Linked DNA regions of Mus musculus: region 1 is linked to region 2. A link is a contact called in public HiChIP or PLAC-seq data. All regions are on one chromosome and are shown on one strand. Each heading gives the region's core, a stretch centred on a gene start, on an enhancer-like site or on the middle of the called end of the contact. The rest is flanking DNA. Distances are from core to core; before and after follow the strand shown.

Region 1 (6,691 bases), core at 2,635-5,134, 520 kb before region 2:
ATTATCAACTTGGCAACACAGAATACAAATGTGTTTTGTCAGAGGAGATAAATAAATCAAATGAACATACACGTCCTGGAGTCGATGTGATATTGTTTTAAATGTAAAAAGATACGGGATTAATGTCAATTGAGGTCTAAACGTGATACCCCATCATTTTATCCAACAGGACACACTGACAGACTGACTAGTTTAAACCGGCACAGACCGGGGCTTGCTACCCCTTTTGAGGAAGGGTGTCATGCTACCCTGAACATGTGGAAAGTATCTCCTCGGAAGACTCCCCCGGGAGGATTGACAGCAGCTCAGCCTAGTGTGAAATACACAACCCAGGCCAAGATCTCTGAGCAGGCACACTCTGCCTGAAAGCAGTTGAAATAGAGTTGAACACCGGGAAGAATGTTCAATTAAAAGAGGAAAATGGGAGGGATAGGTATAGCCACACAAAAGGTAACTTCCAAAGGACAGAGAAGGAGACAAAAACCAACATAAATGTTTTCAAGGGTACGAAGGTACTAAATAAATAAATCCATGCTTTGATTCCCATACGTGGGAAACAAAGACAGAGACAGATAGGTTCCTTGTGAGTTTGAGGTTAGTCTGATCTACGGAACGAATCTGAGTCACCCCAGGCTACACAGAGAAAACCTTTCTCAATAAGAAATAATAAATGTATGCCATTGTAGAGGAGGATATTTGGACTCCATACAATCTTGTTTTGAATTATCAAAATGAAAAGGGTTATATGCTCAGTGGCAATGGTGATGTTGCACATTTCTTTGTGAGAGGTCAAAATGGACAAAATGGAGTGGACCTGGATAAAAACAGGGCTGCTAGATTGGGTCCCTCTATACTAATGATGACTTCTAACTGTTAAACAAGAGATATGTTATATTGGAGAGAGATTTTGTATTTGTGTTAACATAAAAGGTGGGGAAAGGCTTTGGATTTCATCCAAACTGATAAAAATCAGACTTGAGAGTGGGAGACCTCCTGAAAATCTTGGCTGTAGAAAGAAAGAAGAAAATCAAAAGAACTAAATGAACCAGTAATGTACAATGCTAAGCCCTCTATTGAAACAACTCTGAGACTGACTTCAACTGGAACTTCAGCTTAGCTGGAATAGTGTTAAATCTTGCTGGCTACAGACTTTTCATGACTTATTATTACATACCATCCTTTCAGATGGCATGAATGGAATCTTATCTTACAGTTTGGTCATGTAATCAACTAGTTCAGAAAGAAAGACAGATGTCTGTCATCTCTCAGATGGAGAGTAGAAGGTCATCTTTGGCTAAACTATGCACCTTGCACATTCCATGAATTGTTGGTACTGAGCTATGTATTACTTATGAGGAATTATGTTTTCAGAAAATGACAATGGAGGAAACAGCACTAATGAGGTCAACCCTGGAGGATGCTGGGACAATTGATCCTGCCCCACATTGTGTGAGACTTGCTTTCTAAACAGCCTCAGGGAGGGCTGCTGACTCCAGAGGACCTTGGTTTGTCCAACCTTACAGACTGATCCAGCCAGGACTTCACTTGAGCCTGAACTTTCTCAGTGCATAGAGATTGGACAACACATGATGCCAGCTACTTTCTTTTGACTTAAACATTTTCCCAATTTCCTTTGCCCTTCCCCACCCACAAAAGAATTCTTTGCCTCAAGTCAGCAGGAAGTAATTTCAGGAGATCATGGCCCCATTTCGTTAGGATGGGGTGGGCAGTTTTGATCATTTTATGAGTTTTAGGTATATTGTCGTTTAAGGGGATGGTTACAAATAGTTATGGTCTTGGACAAAGGAAACAAAATACAGAGCTTAGACTCAGGGATTTCTAGCTTTCCTTTTCTCTATCCTTCTTTCTTTCTTAGATAAAGGGAAGTGGATTGAGAAGAAAAAGGGGGAAACAGAATTATCATATAGAAATAATAGAATAAAAGGGTAGATTACTGAATCTATTCTTCAACTTAGAGCTATTGCGATTCTCAAGTGAGGTTATTTTTGTTTACATTGATATGGATATGTTCAGATATTGATACAGACGTAAGGTTTTCAGTGTTGTAAGTCTTTGTATATTGATACAAAATTTAAGGTTAGTTTTGTTATAACATAAGGTATGTATGCTTCAACTCTTGTATATGTATTATGCCTATGCAATTCATTTAAAAATACAAGGTTTAATCCCAGTCCTTTTAATAGCTGCTACTGCAAACTGTTAGGGATGGTTGAGAAATGCAAGTTACTGGCCATGTGAGATACAAGTCTGGATTATCACAGAAATATGCATCCTGGGTTGATCAGACAATTAGATAACTAGAGGCAGGTATTGTTTCCCTGCCTCTAGTAAGTTGTCATGGCCATGTTGTTTAGATATGCTATGAATAGATAGATAGTTATCAAAAATCTCAGGTACCCGTAGAATATGTAATTTAAAATGTTTTTTTTATTAATTTAAGGTCCCTTTGACATTGAGACATGTCTGAGAGCACCTCATTTTTCATTTTCAAAGATGATGAGCATTGAAGAACCCCCATATGGAGTCGCTTCAATCACAGCAAAGAAAATTGCCTGAGTTCATCTGCAGGCAGAATGCTGCCCAAGAAGGACAGACACAAGGAACTCAACTGCCAAGCTCTTCTAAGACAGGATAAACAGGTCCATCATAATTCCTGTTTCACAAAAGGCCTGTCAGATTTTCTGGGCCAGAAGGCTGAAGACGATGCTCCAATGTTTTAGAAAATATTGGGGACTGTCCAGGCAGTCAACAGGCTCTGTCATTTCTATAATTTTTGGAAGCTGTGACCCTGCACTTCCTACATACTAAAGTAATATTTATTCCTTCTCAGGTCTCTGATGGGGTTGGAGACTAGATAGTCATAGTCTTAACATAAGTTTAAGATGTTTAGGATTTAAGAAGATGTACCTGGAGCTGAGACGAAAGGATGGACCATCTAGAGACTGCCATATCCAGGGATCCACCCCATAATCAGCTTCCAAACGCGGACACCATTGCACACACTAGCAAGATTTTATTGAAAGGACCCAGATGTAGCTGTCTCTTGCGAGACTATGCTGGGGCCTAGCAAACACAGAAGTGGATGCTCACAGTCAGCTATTGGATGGATCACAGGGCTCCCAATGGAGGAGCTAGAGAAAGTACCCAAGGAGCTAAAGGGATCTGCAACCCTATAGGTGGAACAACATTATGAACTAACCAGTACCCTGGAGCTCTTGTCTCTAGCTGCATATGTATCAAAAGATGGCCTAGTCTGCCATCACTGGAAAGAGAGGCCCATTGGTCACTCAAACTGTATATGCCCCAGTACAGGGGAATGCCAGGGCCAAAAAAAAATGGGAATGAGTGGGTAGGGAAATGGGGGGGGGAGGGTATGGGGGACTTTTGGGATAGCATTGGAAATGTAATTGAGGAAAATATGTAATAAAAAAAAGAATATTTAGATTCTCCTCCTTAAAAAAAAAAAAAAAAAAAAAAAGATGTACCAAGTCTAAGAAGATGATTTTAGGATGTTAATACAAATTAGGATAGAAAATGATTTAGATCTAAAACTCTAAACTCACCAAGATAGGACAGATGATAGAATCTAAATTGCCAAATATAAACAGATAGGCTTTTAAATTTAACTCTTTCCTAATAATTGTCATTATTGTTTTATAATTGTTCCACTCTAAGTTGTTTATTGTTATTTAGACAAAAGGGGGAAATGCGGAGGTTTGGTGAGTTGCTATGTATTGTAATGCTAAATTCTGAATCCCAAGGTCTAGCTGCCTCAAGATGACTGAATTCTCAGGTATGCAACCTTTTGTATTGCAAACCTTGCTTGTTAATTTAAAACCATTAGTTGATAAAGACGCCTATAGCTGGGCAGGAGAGGTGGGTGGGGCTTCAGTTCCTGGGATTGGGGTCTGAGGAGAGACCAGAGGAGAGGGTGAAGAGGAGGAAGGAGGAAGGCGCCATGGGGCAGGTGAGTCAAGAGTGCATGGCCTGTTGGAGCAGGAGCAGCAAAGGTGGGACATGGCAAGTGAAATCTTGAGGTTACTGACAGAGAAGTAAACAAACTAGCATAAGGGGTTGATAGATGCCCAGCTCTAATGCTTAAAGGCTTATTATAAATATAAAGATTTTGTGTGTGTGTGTGTGTTTTAATTTGGGAACTAAATGATCTAAGGTGAGGTAGAAGCCCCCAAATAATACTTACTGGAGAACTGAACTATGATGGTTAGTCATTGGTCCTTTATACAGTCATTTCTCTAGTGTGGCACTGTCACACTCACGGGTCCCTTCTTGCACCTCTCCTCACCCTTTCTTGCCACACTTCATTTTAGCACTGTTCCCAGAACACTAACATGGTGAGGTAATTTCTTAAGTGTACAATTAAAAGTGATCCTTTTTGCTTTACTTCAGTATTTGAATACATTCCTTCTGTATGAATGAAAATGGTGCCCTCTTCTTCTTGTGACATGGTAAATTTTCTTCTTAAGGATAAATCTCATTTTAACCCCATGCGGCACTCTGGCCGCTAGATCTCCATCCTGTTTTCCTATTTCTCTGTCTCATATATCAACTCATGTTCCAGCTTCATTCTGTCACTGTGACAAATAACCATGACCAAAAGGGACTGAGGAGGACTCATCATAGACTGTCATTGGGGAAAGTCACAGCAGAAACTCAAGCAGGGACTCAGGTGCAAGCCTGTTTGCCATTCCACACACTCCTTCTAAACAAAGAACTTACCCACAGCCAAGGAAGAGCAGCAGAAACCAAACCATGGAGGAATGCCACCTGACGGCTTGTTTGCAGGTCCATGCTTATCTACCTTTCTTCTTCAGTCTGGAACTATCTGCCCAGGGATTGGTCCCACCCACAGTGGGCTGGGCCCTCTTACATCAATTATCAACCAGGACAATCCCCACAGTCATGCTCACAAATCTGATCTAGTAAATCCCTCTGCTGAGATCCCTTCTCAGACAACTCTAAGTTTCATCAGGTTAATACTTAAAGCTGGAAGAACATCTCACTTGAGCTCTCGTTCAATTTAAAAACAGAGTCTAGAGAATTTTACCTGTGGGAACTGTTATCTCCATAAGAAGATTTCCCTACATGAACCTCTAGCTCCTGCTATCGACTCCTCATTTTCTTTATACAAACTTAACACCCTGTAGTCTGAAAACAACTCCCCATTTCTATTTGTCCCTTTAGATATTATTATAGAAATGCATCACCTTCCCAACAAACTCAGAGGCTTCCCTCCTGTATTTTGTGCTCTTGGTCCCGTCTGCTAACAGAAGACGCAAGAGGAGTGCTCGAGAAAGATACATTACTGCTGGTGAGTGTCAAACACATTGCACATCAATATGGTTTAATTCCTCCCACCCCAGCAGATATGAATATAAATCCTTTCAGGCTCTGGTTGAAACTTTCTTTTTCTTGAAATTAATCTCTTTTCTAGAGCTCCCCCATGGATAGTGCCTTATAGTTGGATTGCTACAGAAAACTGCTTTCCAGAAAGGAAATAGTTAAGTGGAGAGGACACTTAGCAAGGGAATCTCCAGAAGACTACCAAAGACTACTGCAGATTCTAACCATTTGTCCTTCTTGGAAATAAAGATGCCAGACTAGAGTGGGAGGAGTTCTTATTTGCTATTTCCTTCTTTTTTCTTTTTTTTTGGGGGGGGGTTGGTTTTTTTTGGTTTTTGAGACAGAGTTTCTCTGTATAGCCTATACTATCATGGAAAAGCTGGGAAAAGAGAAAGCTTTGGAAGAAAGGAGAATAAAACCTGAGGCTCAGAGAGATGGACATACAGGAGCGTTGACAAGAAAGCATTCTGACATCCAATGAAACATAAACACAACAACCAACAGCAATAATTTGACAGTCTCCTTGGTTTTTATTGTGATGGTGGAAAATTTCAAATGTATGCAAAATGTATACATGGCAGTTTAAGGTATTGCCTTTTGGAAATCCCTGACAATCGAGAGGTTATTTTTATGTGTTCCTGGCCTACCATGCCATAGGAAGTGAGTTGTGAGTGTAACTGATAGTACAGCTGGAGGCCACAACACTCCGTGGCTTATTGTTGCACCTCAAATGCTAGCACAGGTGTTTTAGCTTCCTGTGATATCATAAACTCAAAAAGTGAAATCAGGGCTTTGTTTTGTTTTGTTTCTCCAGTTCCCTGCTTTAATATTATTAGCTCAGTTGCTTTAAAGGAACATACACTTTAGTCCCAGAAGACCATTTTGTTCTGAGGCTGTGTACAGTTTTTCATTATCAGAGTATATTGAAATGGATTGAGTCTTTAACTTAGATGATTTTGCTTGTATTAAACCCACTGATGGCTGATTGTGGAGAACAATGCCACCTGAGAACACCCAGTGCTGACGAATTACTTACCAATATTAGCATAATGCTTCTTTTCTTGTGTACTTGTGGATAGATCATACATGTCTCCATAGGCTCGGGCCAGGCGCCACAGAAACTCAGTTTCTTCACTAAACTGGAAAGAGAGCATTGCACACTAGATTAATGCAGTCATTTGTCCAGGCTGACCATAATTGCTTTCATTGTACCTTAAAAAATTTAGGCAAGTACAATGGTATTTATAGATGACTGAATTTATACTATAGATATTTAACATTTTAAATCCAAATATTTATGGCTAAGAAA
Region 2 (6,612 bases), core at 3,022-5,521:
CTGGATCTCACTTTCTTATAGGTACTCCAGCTTACCAGTGACTTGGGGTAGCTCCCATAGAGCATGGGCAGATCACAAGTAGAAAAAAAAACAAGATCTCTCCTTAGGACTCTCTCCCCAGCAAATGCTCCCACTCTGTAAATGTTCCTTTGGTTTGGAGTCTATTCTTTCTATTGGGTAGGTGTAGGTAGTAGAAAGCTCCCAGGACAGGACAAGGTTGGCTGTCTCAGGGGACTTTATAGACTTAAGACTAATAATTTTTAAATTTTATTATCTTTTTTTCCACCTTAAGGGTTGAATCAAAATACCTTCTAAAATTCCATTTTTTTGGGGTGTTTCATTTTTTAATTCATTCTTTGAGGATTTCCTACATGTACACAATATATTTTGATTATATTAAATCCCCTACTTCCTTCCTCCAACTCTTCTCAGAGCCCTACCCCACTGAGTTCACTTCCAAACTTTGTGTTATCTTTTCATAGACCAATGAATCCAACTGGTTTGTGTGTGCATGGATATAGGTCCATCCACAAGAGCATGGGCAACTTACCAGGGGCCCTGCTTTTCTGGAAAAAAAAATATTCTCTATCACGGTGGCCTTCAACTGCCAAAGCTCCTCATCTAGAAGTAAGGGTCCCTAGGCTGAAATAAAATTTTATTTTTAGGGGTAGAAAATACCCAGTTCTGGTTACTAAGTTGAGCCAGTTTCATTGCTAAGTCTTAGAGCATGCATCCTGCCCTCCAAGCATAAGCCTCGGTCACTCAGGTACCTACCATCTCCCTTCTATACTCGAGTCACACTATGATAGTCTGCAACTGCCTCTATCCAGGTGACTGGGAAGGTCTGGAGCTTACTCAAGCCCTCTCTATCTCTCCTGGAGTCGGCCATAGGGACCTGGCTAGCAGCCTAAGGATATAGGTTCTCTTTTGTTTCAGCCACACTAGGGCCACCTGGTCTATCTTCCCTCTTTCCAGGATTACCCAGGATCAGACATTCCTCATTTTCCATCTCTCATCCCCATTTAGTTTATAAAAATCTTTATTCAGTTGGTGAAAGGGATAGAAAGTAGAGAAGACTTAGTAAAAACTATCTGGTAGAACACATTTTCCCAAATCTTTAATTCAGTTCTAAAGTCTTCAACATTTGAAAAGTGAAAGACAATAAATAAAAGTCAATAAATGTCATCCAGGAATGGAGTACATACATACATACATACATACATACATACATACATACATACATACATAATTCATACATATACATATGTACATACATACATACATACATTCATACATACACATCTGTACTACATATATACATACATGAATACATATATGCACACACACACACACACACACACACAGAGGATCATAAGTTTCAGTGAGCATTGAAATGGTCCTAATGCTTTCAGGCTGAGGACTTGGACAGATGCTTGACTAAAAAGAAAGAGGTTGGCAGAGTGTTATAGCCATCTTAACTCCTTCTAAATATCAGTTAAAAGTTATTTTTGTAGCTATATAGATAGCACAGCCCATAAAAAACAAGTTAGCAAGGCATACAATACCTTTTTAATCTACCCCAGCCCCTTCCAATCCAGCTTTACCTCCTTCTAAATCTTCCACCACCCACCGCTGTCCATCATCATCAACAACAACAACCCACATAACTCACCTCAAAAGGATTAAGAGGGATGATATTCTGAAGCCAAATATGAGTGACTGTGATCAGAGAAGTGGGCTAGACTAATTTCCATGTTCCAATGGGAAACAGTTCCATTAAGATTCTATAATAAATAGAATAAAGAAAGTCATGGATCAAACATCTTAAAACGCATTGGTGGAAACATTGGGTAGGTAAGTTAAAAACAAAACTCAAGATCTCTGCTATCAGCTTCTAATGACACTTTTAGCCTTTTGGATAGTGGGTCTAGCTATCTGTTCACATATTCCAAAGGATTTATCATGTGGTCTCAGAGGCTTTAGCTCTCATACAGAGGTCAATAAATGAGTTTGAAGAGCTCTGAAGATGGCCCAAGATCTGACTTTGGACTTGTAACATTCCGAACTCTCTATAATCTTTGGAAGTTTTAACCAATTAATTGGCCTTCATTGGAAGGTGCAGCTTCCTTTCAAAATAATAGTTACTTCCATTCATACTATCAACTCAAGTACCAGAAGCATGGGAGTGAGCGATGTGCCATCCATGTCTATGTATGCCAACACATTTCTGCATCACCTGTGAAGCCAGTTGCTTCATTTCTACCCTTTGTTCTGTCTTCAGCCCAGCATGAATAACACCTTTTTTGTATCTCCTAGGTTCCCATAGACAGTACTAGTAACCTACTCTGCTTTCCCTACTTGAAAGTAGACTCTGCAAGAAGGAAGCCAGTGTCTGATCCCTCTTCTCCCAGGAGTCTAGCAGCTACACTTGAAGACTGGGTAACATTTTCATAAGCTTTAATCTAAAGATTAGCCAGGTCTTACGGATACACTCTCAGCAGCTTTGTGATCTAATCTCTCATCCGTATTGATAGTTATCAAGGACTTGACTAATTCACTATCCTGTGATGCAATGAAGATAGGGGAAATTCAACAATATTAACTTCTTAATTCAGGTCACTGAATTAAAAGTTTAAGATGTCTGCAAGACAGAAGTACCCTATCAGACTTACATACCTGTCTCATTCATTTTTACATGTGTAACCTTCAAATCAATTATATAAACTGAAAAACATACAAATCTAAATGGAATTTTACTGGTTTTTAAAAAAACACTATTAAAGTAAATGAATGGATCTTTGTTTCCTCAGAAACTAGGTCAGTTGGCCACTAACACATAGAAAGTGGAAAAAAAGAGGCAGAAGTCAAAACTGGCTCAGACCACTCCTGAGTCACTTGCCTCTGGCAATGCTCTGTACATGTGTGCCAAAGTGCCACTGTCCTCATGAGGAGGAAGCAGCTGTACCTTCTCCTGCCAGATGGCCAGGGCAAAGTCCAAACTAAGAAAGCATCCATGACTTAGGGCACGCATCCCGGTGCCCTGACTGGAGTCTAGAGGACATTCATGAGAAAGGACACCTGGTAGGTAATAATTGCCAGCTGGAATCTTTTATTTCTCTTTTAATATTGACCTAGTACCAGTGTGCCTGGTCCCAAACCCACAGTAGGATATTGTGCCCTCCTGCTTGACAGCAAATGCATTCAAACCACACCTACACTTTAAAAAGTGAAATAAAAGGTTTTTCTTAAATTTATACTCCCATCAAGTTGTTTTTACTTTCCTTTACTACCAGATTTTAAAACTTTTTTTGCTCTGTCTCTGAATAAATTAAAGCTAAGGTTCACTTAAGTCATTATCCCAGGGATGGCATTTACAAAAGTTAACAACTGAAATATCATTAACCCAGATGGAATATGCACGGCCCGGAGTGGCAGCATCCAGGCAGAGGCAGTGAGGCTGTGCACGGGGCTCCAGTGAACATCGGTCCCTCGCCAGCTCTCCAGGGTTGATCAGTGAGGCATCCAGTCTAAGCCCAGGACATGAGTCAGAGCTTCCTGTTTCCCTGTTGCCTTACAGTTCTTGCCCCAAGTCTTCAACCCCTTGTTCTGGCTTAGAAAACCTAAGACAAGTCATCCTTACCCCCATGCTCCTGGCTTCCGCTGAAATCCAGGCTCCACCTCTCCCCTAAGAAATCTCAGACCACTCAACTACAGGGAGCTGTTGAAGCATATGTTCTAAAAAGATACATTGAAGACCTGACCCATGGACTTCCAAATGTAGCTCTGTCAGTAGGACAGTCGCATGTAACATAATGATGAGGCTATACTGTAATAGAAATAATTCTAATAGAAATGGTTCCTTCTAAGAAAAGAGAAACTGGGGTACACACATAATATGGTTCCAGAACAGAAGCAGGGACTAGTGCACAGCTCTAAGACCCAGAAAGCATGGGCTGCCAGAGCAGCGAGAGGAAAGAGAAGGCCTCCAACTCTTTAGCATTCAGAGGAAACAAGGCTCTGCCCAACCTTATAGTTGAGACTTTCAGCCTCCAGGCCTGCAAATGAACAGAATTCATTTGGATATCTCAGTTAATTTGCAAAACCCTTTACAATTGAATAAGAAAAGCAAGGCCTCTCTTCTTTCTTTCACAACTAGCTTCCTCCAGCTTCTAATGGTCCTTTGTTTTGCCCTCACAGAATCTCAGACTCTCAACCTAAAACACACCTCTTTTGTATTTTGAGATGCAAGTTAGACCTTGGGATGGGTGTAATGAGAAACATTCCCAAGGCATTTGAACACATGGTCCCCAGTTGGTGGTACTCTTCAGGGAGGCAGAGCCTTACTGAAGGAAGTCCAGGCATGTCACTAGACATGGCTTGGGGAGCTTACAGCCTCACCCCGTCTTCCTGTTCACTCTGTCTTCTACATGTGGGTGAAAATGTTGAAGCTAATTTCCCTGGTCCATCTGCCTGCTGCCATGCCTCCACTGACCTGATTGGTCCCCTTCCTGAATCATATGTAAAAAAAAAAAAAAAAAAAAAAAACTCTTCCTCCCATAATTCACTTTTGACTATGTTTCATCACAGCAACAAAAAGTAACTGGTACAGAGCTAAAAGGGAAAGCCTGGTTTTGTTTTGTTTTGTTTTGTTTAATTACAATGTAACACATTTGACAGCCCCATGTGATCCTCTTAGAAATGCATTGCACCATTCTTTAGAATACTTTACTTGAGGGAACAAGTCATAACAAGCCAAATGCTGTAATTCTTCTGTAGACATTCAACACTAATGTTTCTGGAGACATTTAGCTTTCTCTGACTTTTGTACATATTTCATTCAGCTATGCAACTGCATCATTTAGATGTATCCTAGACATAATTTTATAAAATTAAAAAAATTTTTTATCTAGTGGATGTATGTGAGTGGGTGGGTAAAAGTGGTATGTAATCTATAGATAATTACTACTAAAGGTTAGTTTGTACACTTATTCACAGCATGAGAGGTCTGAAAGTTTAATCTGCACATATAACCTATTCCAGTGATCTCGTTATTCCCACCAGGTGACAATAAGACCACTACCACAATTGATGAGCCAAATTTGAAGCAAGCTTCGTTAAGTACTGCCCAGGATGATGGACAGTTGGCCAGGTTCATACCCAGGATTCCCAGAGAATTATCACAAATTACAGTCTGGTGCTTATAAAGGCAAAACCCACAAGGCTATGTACTTCCCACTTTCGTCCAACCAGGGGCAAGCACACATCCTGACATACTTCCTGCCTACATACTACATGCATGATCTGTAAGACTCTAGTAAGCCTTTGCTTACGGGGACCCCATAATTGAACAACACGGAACCGTTGCAAAAAGCAAGAGAAATTTATTGTTCCAACACATTGGGATTGCCCTGCGCATGGAGAAAGAGAATGACCAGCTCGTCTGGGAAGCCTTTCTACAGTTCTCAAGGCAGCAGCCATTAGGCACAATGTGATTGGCAGAACAGCGTGACTTTTAAGCTGATTGGTGTTTAGGGAATGAGGTAGGTCAGGAAATGTGGCTGCGAGTTCCGTTCCGGGCCTCCCCTACCCTCCTGGGTCCCTCCTCCCTGTGGTCTGAGGAATGTAATGAGCCCCTCCGTTCCCCAACCCTCCTCAGTCCCTCCTCCCTGAGGTCTGAGGAATGTAATTAGCCCCTCCCTTCTGGAGGGGAGGAGGGCTGCCTATGTTCTTTATGACCTTTCTCTTCCAGGAGGGGATGGGTCCAGCGGAATTTTCTAAAGTTCCTGAGCTGACATCTTCAGATCAAGCACGTCCTGCGCACTTGGATCAGCTAACCTTGTTTATGGAAGTGAAAACACAAGGCTTGTTATCTTACATGGGCAACAGTCTTCAGCATTCCCGGAAGTTATCTACCCTTGGGTAAAAGAGCCTTTAGGCATTTTTGTTTTTATACATCTCTTAAGTACAATACCTAAAACTTAAAATATAACTTTAGCCCTCACAATCTCTAGGTTAATTTATTTGCTCTTGTATCAGCAAAAAAAGGTGCATGTTTTCATAACATGTAATTATAAAATATATGCATGTCTATTAAACATTAAAGTATACTAAGCTTAGAATTTTAATGAATGAAACTGAAACTAAAAGTGAATAATAACTCTTTTATTTTCACAAGAATCATTTTGAAAATCTCACTTTAGGTTCCATTAGCATATGTGATATTGAATGTTGATAAAGAATAAAATATTGAGTTACTTCAGCAGTTAGCCAGAATACTTGGAAGTATTCAAAAGCTATAATAGTATATAATACCATGTATATAACCCATGAAAGTAGAAGCAAAACCATATGGGGGACTAAAGGGCAGGGAGGAAGAAGAAAGTGGACATGTATGGTGGAATACTCTCAAAATACATAATAGACTTGTATGTACATGTCCTATATAACCCAATACCATGTGCATTGAATATGCACTAGGGACAACATATGCAATTAAAGATAAATAGCTTTTTTGTTGTTGATTCTTTTTTTATTAGATATATTCTTTATCTACATTTCAAATGCTATCCCGAAAGTTCCCTATACCCTCCCCTCACCCTGCTCCCCTACCCA

What was found. HiChIP or PLAC-seq counts read pairs in DNA pulled down with a chosen protein or histone mark.
Region 1: an H3K27ac HiChIP or PLAC-seq map of embryonic stem cells shows a contact between it and region 2, with 4 times the contacts expected there. The contact joins two enhancer-like sites. A contact is called at or near these places in 1 of 484 Hi-C or Micro-C datasets (bone marrow-derived macrophages) and 3 of 115 datasets of contacts at active chromatin or transcription factors (all in embryonic stem cells).

What each region holds. Positions count from the first base shown.
Region 1 is chr17:79,651,529-79,658,219 of GRCm38.p6, reverse strand. It overlaps Rmdn2 (regulator of microtubule dynamics 2), which reads right to left. Exons shown (of 11, transcript NM_001368314.1): 4 at 6,419-6,521. It overlaps Gm33006 (a long non-coding RNA gene), which reads left to right. Exons shown (of 4, transcript XR_876982.2): 2 at 2,515-2,660; 3 at 5,224-5,350; 4 at 5,474-5,683. Among named protein-coding and RNA genes, the nearest start is that of Gm33006, 13 kb to the left of the region's middle. Within about 2 kb of position 3,884, at least 10 of the 459 cell types and tissues checked have an H3K27ac peak or open chromatin away from gene starts, as enhancers often do. A contact at or near this core is called in embryonic stem cells, where this site is marked.
Region 2 is chr17:79,132,925-79,139,536 of GRCm38.p6, reverse strand. No RefSeq gene overlaps it. Among named protein-coding and RNA genes, the nearest start is that of Qpct, 84 kb to the right of the region's middle. Within about 2 kb of position 4,271, at least 39 of the 459 cell types and tissues checked have an H3K27ac peak or open chromatin away from gene starts, as enhancers often do. A contact at or near this core is called in embryonic stem cells, where this site is marked.